3 separate regions of the Hordeum vulgare genome follow, and all the other regions are linked to region 1. A link is a contact called in public Hi-C data. All regions are on one chromosome and are shown on one strand. Each heading gives the region's core, a stretch centred on a gene start, on an enhancer-like site or on the middle of the called end of the contact. The rest is flanking DNA. Distances are from core to core; before and after follow the strand shown.

Region 1 (3,278 bases), core at 596-3,095:
CCAATAAGAGTGTGAAACACACCAATGATATGACAAAGCAAACAGAACTAAGTGGGCGATCTAGTTAAGCAAATTAACTATGGTAATCCTTCAACACAACAGCAAGTTAATTCTCAAAATGTTGGAAAATATATGGCAAATCGAATGTGTATCAGCCTATCAGGTGAACCATAACTCACTGTGCTCCAAGCACAGGCCGGCTTTAGAAGAACACATAAATTTCCACGTTTGTATAGTTGTATCTACGAATAGTACAGAACTACACACCAATCAAACAACTAAGCACTAGCACTAACCAATTTATACAAAAAAGTAAATCAAAATACACAGATAAGCTTTATACGAATAGTACAGAACTACACACCAATCAAACAACTAAGCACTAGCACTAACCAATTTATACAAAAAAGTTAAATCAAAATACACAGATAAGATAAAGCTTACGTGATGCTGACATCATATGTTCTAGTAAGAAGAATGTTGTCATCATCAGGCTCTTCTGCGACAAAATATGAAGGCTGAGGGGTAGCCTGAAATGAGATGACAAAGGCAAAACGGAAATCGTTAACAGTTCCGAATTTTGTCAGCCTTGCTTAGCATATCAATGATAGGTTCATGGCCTCACTGTTGAATGATCTCCTGTGTCTTCATAGGTGTCCATGTCAGGTATATCCTCCTCCTCATCTGGCTTTTCACTAGCACCAAAGTACGAGGGGATAGATTTGATCTCTTCGACTTTCCCTATGTCCAATGTATCCATAGACGGAATGTCTTCCTCCTCTTTCGACTCTGATGCTAAACATTACCGGCGGAGGAAACAAAAGGGAGTTCAGCCCATACAATCAACAGCATAAAACAAAGCAGCATTGACACTGAGAGATCAACCTTGCACCCCATGTGTTGCGAGCCAGCCTTCGCCGTCGTCGTCATCATCAAGGACAACCTCAGCCGCCGCTGCATCATACTCTTCCTCGACCGACATGGCTCGTCTTAGGCAAGGCACTGCAAACAAAACCATAATTATGAGTCCACTTGTAAGAACAAATAATGAGCAACCAACCCGGATTTTCTGAAGCCATGACCGTTCTACTAACTATGTCCCTATTTATCTTTTTCATCAGCCAACAATGTTCGACTAGCAGTACAGAAATATGACTAAACATGCCTGCTACACTTGTAACTACCCATCGGCACACGGGGATAACAACCAATTCTATCCCCCAACGCAGCATCCACCAAATCGAATGAAATACTAGACAGGAAGCATGGATCACATCTTGACGCAATTCAATTCGACAGCAGCATACATACCGTTCCTGGTGACGAGGAACTGCTTATCGGAGGGGAGATACGGCTTCCTCTTGCTCGGATCGCCCTTCTCCCTGCACAACACAGGCACCCACCAAACTATCAGATCAATCAGACGCCCGACCCCCCGCCCGGAAACCCCCCAAAATCCCTGAACCGCGGAGGCGAGGGGGCGCACCAGGACCAGGTGGGGCACTTGGACACGAGGTTGTCGCCGGCGAGGATGAACTCGGGGACGGAGAGGACGCCCTTCTCGAGGAACGCCGAGACGGTGCGCGGGCCCGTGACCCGCTCCACCGTCCCCTTGTAGAGCTCGTAGACCTTCTGCTTCACCTGCATCGTCGCCGCCTCGCCTCGCCTCCCCTCTCCTGTTTGCTTCCTGTCGACGGAGACGAAGGGGGAAGCGTGGGAGAGAGGGGCAGGAGGAGGAGGAGGAGTTCCGTTTGCCTCGAGCAGAAGGCACCGGCGAGAAGGTGGAGCAGGCCAGAGCCGTCTCTGCTGTTTTCTAGTAGTACGCTACCGGAGTTTTTTCTGGAGGGGGAGTACGCTATCGGAGTTGGAATACGCACGATCGGTGGGAGGTATTTTTTCTAGGGTGATCTGTGGGAGTTGGGAGTCGGGGTGTTGGACTCAGGACGGTTGAGCCCGGCCCGAAGCCCGGACGTAAGCTAAAATATAAGCCCTAGCCCGGATAAAAAAAACCCGCCTCGGCGTAAAAAAAACCTGAATCATGAGGCCGGGCTTATTGCAAAATTACAATCTCTCCCTAATTAAAGCACGGAGTGCTTCTGTCGTCCGTCGTGGTTGTTTTGCAGAAAACCCCTCGACGTTTTCTGAAATCAACCCGCGGTCCGGATTTAAGTCAGAAGACGAAGCGTTTTTTCCATTTTTCAGAAAATCTCCTCATGTTTCAGGTAATCACCCCGCAGTCCGGATTTAAGTCAGAAAACGAATCTTTTTTGCATTGTTTAGAAAACCTCTTGATGTTTCAGGTAATCAACCCGCCCTCCGTATTTTAACAAAAAAAAACCTAACTTTTCAGTTAATCAATCCAAATTTTATCTAAAACAAAATTAATCTCCGATTTTAACATGCTATATATAAAATTTGATTAAAAAATATGTAGAATCTAAATAGGATGTTATTTTTAGCTGTTGAATACTTCTTAAATACTATTTTTGGTGCAAACTTAATCTGTATTGTACGGTCCTTTTTTTTCTCTCTTTCCGACGACGATACGAATTGCAATAAATATCCATTAAATTAAAACCAAATTGAGAGGAAAGAAAACATCGTGAACCACACTTGCACAGCTTTGAAAAATCTCGTGGGGAGAAACAACATATTTCTCATCTTATTCCGAGAGATTGTACATTCAAACGCGTTTTCGTTGTGTGAGCACTAAAATCATCGTCGGCAACACAAATGTGATGTCATGTGAAAATATATTGCGTTCAGAGCGTGTGTTATTTTCTTTTTCGTTGCAACGCACGGACTCTTTTGCTATGAATAACAACAGCTTACAACAACATGTCTTCCCTTAGATAATAGCATCAGAGAAACTCCAACGGGTCGACCCAAACGGACGGTGATTTTGTCCGACTTTTGTCCGTTTGGACCGGTTAGGCGGACACGAATGTCCGCTTCCACAAATGGATCGGCCCGTGCGCCCAACGCTGGCCGGACCCATTTTTGCCGGCGTGCGAAAAAATACATAATGCATAATTAAACATTAAAAGCCGGCCACTAAGGCCGGCGATAGTCCACGCGTCCGCATTACATTAAATAAACATAAAAAAACTAAAACTACGTCCACGCAGCCCTAGGCGTCCTCGTCGTCGTCGGGGCCAGTGAGATCGACCAGCGTAGGCACAGGGCCGGTCCAGGGCAACGTCGAGTTTCAGAGCGCAGCTGCGTGCGCCTCCGTAGTCTGTCCCGCCGGCGCGGGTTGTGCTGGTGGCGGTGGCAGA
Region 2 (3,585 bases), core at 199-2,698, 160 kb before region 1:
ATAACGCTCCCCATATGGAAGAATGTAAAAGAAAACCAAAATAAAATGGTGTTTTCGTTTGCACCGGGTTAATTGAAATGGACTCATTGTGAACATGCACATCGATTATTGGAATGTAAAGTTTGCATTCTGTGAGAGGGTTTAGTTTATCCAAATTGCAGTGAGAAGTTCTTTATCTCTATACATCTTAAAAACAGACATTACTAGTGTGGGCCGAGGGTGGAAAAGTAAGTTTTTTTTTTTTGGAAAAGTCAGTGATAGATATGTTTTTTACATTTTTGATGTCTATATTTTGCCAATCTCTTTTGTATTGTATTAATTATGCAGTATAATTCTGAACCTTCAAAGGCTAGGGTAATTACAGGTTATGTATAATTCTTCCAAAAAAAATGTTCTTGCCACTACTATAGCTCATCATTAGCATATCATCTTGGATTGTAGAGAAAAGACAACACAAACTGTTCATGCATATACATGGCCTACCTAGCTCTTACAATAAACAGTCTGAAGTGTAATCGACCACTAATTAACAATTTGCACCACACGCAGAAATATTTGAGAGAGCATGTGGCAGAATATAGGGTACAAGTGTGTTCTCTAAGCTGTATTTGTTGCCTTTTTTTAATAGAACAAAAAACACGAAGTAATCTGCATATGCGTACGGAAAAATAAATTTATCGGGGGTCAAGCATGAGAATCGAACCACTCACGATTGTGGCGGCGGACGTGACCGGGTTGCCGCCGCCGAGCCCCAGAATGGCCGTGTCCACGACATCTCGGCTCAGCGGCACCGGCACCGGCACGTCGAACGTGAGGCCGTGTCCGGGCTGGTACTCGGCGTACGCGTCGAACGACTGGCGACGCTGCAGTTGCTCGGTGACCGCCGAGCGGTGCTGCAGGCGGTCCTCGCCGCCGATGGGTGCGTGGTCGTTGAACAGCCAGGCCACGCTCTCGTGGTCTTCCTGCCCGAAGAACTGGAACTCCTGCAGCCCCACCGCCGCCGCGCCGCCGCCTCCGCTGACGACGTCGACGGCCGCCGGCTCCTCCGCCGCCTGGCCGAACATCCCGGGGAAGCCCCGGTTCAGGTCGGCCACCCCGCACCGCGCCGCTGCAACCCCTCTCCCGCGCTGCAGCAGGCAGGAGCAGTCCTCAGAGCCCCCGCCACACACGCGGCACGCGGCGCCCGACGCCGCCGACATCGTGCGCGCCCAACGCGCCTCCCCTCCACACACAAACCCGACCCCCGACGCTGGCTAGCTCTACCACTCCTCCGGTACGCGTGGCGCGGGAGGTCCTGGCACTGCGCTCCACTTGCTAATTTGCTTCCATCAGCTTGCTCCACTGCGAATGATGAGCTCGAGTTGAATCTTGCAAGGGAGAAAAAGTGTTTGTGTTTGTGCGTGTGCGTGCGTGTGTGGATGAGATGAAGCGAGTAGCTAGGGCAGGGAGGGAGGGAATAAGTATGGGTGGGTGGCGAATGGGAGAGGAGGAATAGATATGTGCGATGGGAGGGTTCCTTACGTGGCAGATCCGCAGCCACCTTTCTCCTGAGATCACTTGGCCGCTTCCCATTGGCTTGCCACCCTAGGCTGCAGATCTTGGAGGATTTTCTGCGCACAACCCGGCTATACATATGCATGTGTTGTGTTCTCTCGCGGTCTTGTTGCAAGGGAGAAGTGACAATAGAAACCACTACCTCCGATCCATAATAAGTGTCGCAGTTTTGAAATAATCCTAGTTTAAAACTATGACATTTATTTTGGATCGCAAAAAGTAAATGATGGTTGATCGCAAAAAGTAAATGATGGTTGTTTCTATAGATTCAACTGTGGACTTGTTGGGCTGAGCGACTGCCAAAGCTGTTGTGACGAGAAAGTTGATGGAGTCAAGGTTAGCTGTTTCGTAATGCAGCTGTGGAAACGGCTGTGGGCTGATGAAAAGCTTGAAATGCCCTTAGAGTGCTAAGGTCGGTTCCCGCTAGCGTCAAGGGAGTTTTGAAGATCGGATTGACTTGAGGCTGGCTCATCTGAACTCTCAAGGATGAGACTAACAATGTGACATGGAAATTTCGTGAAGGAACGAGTTCAAGGAGACCACAGCAAGGTGATGTTGGAGTTGGCAACATCCTCTTCACGTTGGCCAATTGCCTGGATGTGGTGCGTAGGCCAACAACAACAATAGGTCGTGGGATGATACCTAGGAGGTAGATGGGAGTTAGATGAGTGGATGGGCCTGAGTAATTAATAAAATTCTCATCGAGGGCGGCATAAGTTTGTAGCGATCGATTTATATTGGCTGGCGAAATCGACATTCATCTAAATGGATCTTCCGCATCGACGGAGTCCTAATGGCGCGACGGTTTTGCCTAGGATGCTATCGGTGATTGGTGAGACTATGTGACCCACACATCACACATGCATGCACACGAGCACCCAACACGCACCCATGCAAACTTCACCGGGACGCACACAAGCACAACGCCCGCACACACGCACATCAAGCACCCACGTGGAACCGGGGAGGGCATTTCCTTCGTAGTTTTCAAAAGGGTGTGGGTTAGCGATGGGATTCAGTTGTAAGCAAAGCAACTTTGCATCTGGAGTAATTCCGAGCTAGATTTGGCATCTAACACGTAAAATGGCTCAAATTCGATTTGGGTTGCGGATCCACAACTGGTCTAATTTAGTTGTTTGCTGTAGCTTCGGTTTTTTCTCATCTGAATCTAGTTGCCAAAGCTGATGGGGAAGGAAGACAAGAAGGTGTGAAAGGCTCACATCAATGAAGACAACCATAGGCGAAAGAAAGCCAAATGATAGATACGATGTAAGGAGTAGGGATTGCCATGTAATGGATGCACATATGAGCTAATCTAAGGTAAGCTCTCCAATGGAACTAGTGGGGGTGCATCCAACTTGTTTGCTCATGAAGACCTAGAGCCCATTTGAGGAGGCTCGTCATTGGAATATGCAAACCAAGTTCTATAGTGTAAAGGTGCCCACATAGTTATGCATGAATAATAATCTCCATGTAGTACCAATATAGCAATGGAGTACGAGTGTGGATCTTTCAAAAGGAATAGTAGTGTTGCCCTTCTCTCTTTTTATTTCTTTTCTCTTTTTTTAATTTTTTTTGTGGCCTCTTTGGCTCTTTATTTTTATCTCTTATTTGTGCTCTTTGGGATCTTTTGTTTTGTCCACTTTGGGATCTTTTCCTCACTTATGGGCAACACTCTATGTTTTACATGAATAAAAATAAAAATCATCACACTTTATAAGAAGTACTCAACATGAAGACAAGTGCAACTATCATGATGTATGCAAATGTATGCCTGTGCCAGTGTAGTAGGATGTGTAATGATATTAGCGCGTCATGTAGCAATAATTGGAGCAAGGCTCAACTATCGCGGCTCTACGATCAAGGAAAAGCAAGTATGACATGAAGATCAAGTCATGAGATGGTGGACGTTGCATGACAATGTATCCCGGAAAGAATATGGAAATGCCTTAATAGGTAGGTATGGTGGTTGTTTTGAGGAAAGATATAATGAGACTTATGTATGACAGAGCGTATAGCTATGGAAACAGA
Region 3 (3,491 bases), core at 866-3,365, 190 kb after region 1:
TTACTATTCAAATGTATAGACTAAAAGTATACAGACCCTAATAAATCTCGAACATTTGGATTTTAATCAAGTCATCTCAAACGTTTTTTATGGCAACTTTAGTTGACGCAAGGTAGCAACTTTAGTTGTTAAAACATGGCAACTTTGTCTCAGTTTGTTTTTTTCTAGAAAATTGCCACGTTTGCCAACCTACCATGAACTGAAGTTGCCATTCTTAAACTCCAGAAGTTCGAGATTTATCATCTCTGAAAAGTATCGATGCTCGCATCTTTTTGTATTTATTTCAGATTTTTGATGATGTGCATTTCAGTGGGAGAAGATGCTGGTTCGGCGATATTACAAATCCCTAGCCTAATCCATTTCGGAAAATCAATTCCTAGCCCGATTCAACTCAAGCGGAAAACCCTATTCGCTGCTCTATGCGAAGCCGTGTCAGGGCTTCGCACATAGCGGGAGACGGGCTTCGCACAAATGGGCTAGCTCGTTAGCAGGGGTTACAGTGCGAGGTTTTGGATAATTTCTAGAAGGTTCCCCGAGCCGGGTTTTTCCTTTTTCATTTTCATTTTTGTTTTTTTGTTTCTTTTTTCTTTCCTGTTTCTGTTTCAAAGAATGTTCTTGATTTTCAAAAAATGCTCTCAATTTTAAAAAATTATTCTGTATTTTCCAAAAATGTTCTTGGTTTCAAAATTTGTTCTTAAGATTCAAATTTGTTCTCAGTTTCAAAAAAATTCTTAAGATTCAAATTTTTTCCGTGCTTTAAAAAATTGTTCATCTTCCAAATTTGTTTAGGATTTTTCAATATTGTTCTTGATTTCAAAATTTGCTCTTAAAATTCAAAAAATGTTCGTGCTTTAAAAATTTATTCGCGCTTCCAAATTTGTTTGGGGTTTTTCAAATTTGTTCTCAGTTTCAAAATTTGTTCTCAAGATTCAAAAATGTTCGTGCTTTAAAAAATTGTTTGCGCTTCCAAATTTGTTTATGGTTTTTTAAATAGTTCTCAGTTTCAAAATTTGTTTTCAAAATTCAAAAAATGTTTGTGCTTAATTTTTTTTTGCGCTTTCAAATTTGTTCGAGGTTTTTCAAAATTGTTCTCCTTTTCATAATTTTATTCTAAAGATCCAAAAAATGTTCGTGCTTTAAAAAATTGTTTGCGCTTCCAAATTTGTTCACGTTTTTTTAAAATTGTTCTTGGTTTCAAATTTTTTCTCCAAATTCAAAAAATGTTCGTTCTTTAGAAATTTGTTGTGCTTTCAATTTTTTTGGGTTTTTTCAAAATTGTTCACATTTTCATAATTTTGTTCTCAAGATTGAGAAAATGTTCGTGGTTGAAAAATTGTCCGCACTTCCAAATTTTGTCACTTTTCAAAATTTTGTTCTCAAGATTCAAAAAATGTCCGTGCTTTAAAAATGTGTTCTCGGTTTCAAAAATTGTTCTCAAAATCCAAAAAATGATTGTGCTTTAAAATTTGTTCGTCCTTTCAAATTTTGTCGTGGTTTTTTAAAATTGTTCTCCTTTTCAAAATTTGATCTCAAGATTTTTTTTCATGATTTAAAAAATTGTTCTTTAAATTCGAAAAATGTATTTGCTTCAATTAAAAAAGAAAAGGAAAAAGGAAATAAAAAACGAACCAAAAAAAGAAAAAACAGAGAAGAAAAAAGGTAACAGGAAAAAAAGAAACAAAACTGGGCCGGCCAAAAAAATATTAAGCCGAGCTTGGCCAGGAGCCCAGCCGAATTTGTCCACAGCGTCCTTTTCAAGCCAACACACAGCTTGCCGTTGCCGTCCCACAAACCCAACACCGAGCCACATCATCAATGCATTTCTCGACCCAGGACCTTGACACGCAACCATACCCACCAACAGGCAGACGCCGTGCTCTTTATGGACCCACCGGTCAGCGAGGTAATCTATAGTTCACCCTGACGCAAAAAAGTCGGGGCGAGGGGAGAGAGCGTGGAGGAAACGCTTTTCGCAGGGCGCCATTTGCGAAATCTTCGAAAGCTCCATTCCAGTTCCGGTCCCCGTTTCAAATCCTCTCGTCCTCCCCAACGCGCCTCGCCAAAATTCCCCACCAAAAACCCTACCGCGCGCCCTCCCTCCGCGCGGCGGTGATATGCCGCCGGCGACCGGCTCCGCGGCCGGGCTCGCGGCGGCCGTCCTCGCCGCGTCCACGCCGCGGGCCGCGGCGGCGGCCGTCTCGTCCGTCGCGGACTTCCTCCGCCGCCACCGCTCCGGCGCCAACCAGCCGCGCGCCTTCTTCGCCGACGCGCTCCCGGCGCTCCTCTTCCGCCTGTTCGTCTCCAGCTCCCCCGCCTCGCCGTGCTTCCTCGACCTCGCCGCTGGCGACGCCGCCCTCGCCAACCTCATCGCGTCGCTCCTCTCCCCCTCCGGGCCGCTCCTCGTCGCCATCTCCGCCGCGGATCGCCACTCCCTCGCTCGCTTCACGTTCCCTCGCGAGCGGCTCCCCGATTGGCTCGGTTTCGCGCTGTCGTCCACCGCGGCCTCCTCCGATAAGGTGATCTCGCCGCTCCTCGCGGGCCGCGTCGGCTCCAAGCTTCATCTCTCGGTGTTCGAGTACTACCTTTTCTGGTTCGCGTACTACCCCATCTCCGCCGCCACGGCCAAGGCAGCCGCCCGCGCCTCGAAAGGATCGACCTCCACTTCGAAACCCTCGCTTAAGCCACGCGTTCTCCTCGAGAGTTGGGTGTCCACCCTCACATCCACGACCGGCCGCAATCCCGATCGGAAGCCCGATAGATCGCTATACCTGAAGCTTCTGTACGCCTACCTTAAGGAGTTCGTGCCCAGGGACTGCGCCCCGCCACGTGCTGGTTTCGGTACATTGCTGCATCGGGATGCCAGAGATGGTGTAGACGCTGCTGGATCCTTCAGACGAGCCGAGTTCTTCGTGCACACACTCGTACAGTTCTGGCTTGTTGGGGACGATTTCTCGCCGCTGCCTGTTCGGACTTGCCGTTCCTATGGGTTGCCTTTACTGTCACTTCTGTCTCGCGCAAATCCTACACTGTCTGAGAGACTGCCAGCTCCAGGACTTGGAGATGCAGTGAAGCTGTTGGTGATGTATTTGACCAGGAGCAGTGTCTGCAAACTCGCTGACACATGCAATGTGTTTGATGGAATGCTCTCAAGGAAGGAGTCGTGTGACAGTCCCGCTAGCTACTGGAATCCATTGATGCAGAGACCATTGTATCGGTTTGTGCTAAGGACGTTCATGTTCTGCTCCAGGGATGCAGATATCAAGAACATTGCTCAGGTCTTTTCTGCTTGGGTGGTCTATATGGAACCATGGAAGGTTCAGCAAGGTGGTCTGAATGAGTACGATCTGCCACCTCCTGGCGGACGAAATGTGAATTGCGTTACTGATGGAAAGATGCAAAGGTGTGATGTAGGGTACTCTCCAGCATGGCAGGGGTTCGTGCTGTCCAACTATTTGTTCTATAGTTCACTGGTAGTCCATTTCTTGGGGTTT

Evidence for each region. Hi-C and Micro-C count contacts between places; a contact is called where the count stands out from the background.
Region 2: a contact with region 1 is called in a Hi-C map of leaf, with 7 times the contacts expected there. The contact joins the promoter of LOC123411764 here to the promoter of LOC123439560 in region 1. A contact is called at or near these places in 3 of 6 Hi-C or Micro-C datasets (leaf and seedling).
Region 3: a contact with region 1 is called in a Hi-C map of leaf, with 5 times the contacts expected there. The contact joins the promoter of LOC123439525 here to the promoter of LOC123439560 in region 1. A contact is called at or near these places in 2 of 6 Hi-C or Micro-C datasets (leaf and seedling) and 1 of 1 datasets of contacts at active chromatin or transcription factors (embryo).

The regions. Positions count from the first base shown.
Region 1 is chr1H:387,541,631-387,544,908 of MorexV3_pseudomolecules_assembly, reverse strand. It overlaps LOC123439560 (autophagy-related protein 3), which reads right to left and starts at 1,845. Exons shown (of 10, transcript XM_045116260.1): 1 at 1,487-1,845; 2 at 1,312-1,382; 3 at 886-1,002; 4 at 626-795; 5 at 445-530. The coding sequence starts at 1,647.
Region 2 is chr1H:387,702,480-387,706,064 of MorexV3_pseudomolecules_assembly, reverse strand. LOC123411764 reads right to left here and starts at 1,448. Exons shown (of 2, transcript XM_045104739.1): 1 at 711-1,448. The coding sequence starts at 1,199.
Region 3 is chr1H:387,347,343-387,350,833 of MorexV3_pseudomolecules_assembly, reverse strand. It overlaps LOC123439525, which reads left to right and starts at 2,115. Exons shown (of 6, transcript XM_045116252.1): 1 at 2,115-3,491. The coding sequence starts at 2,115.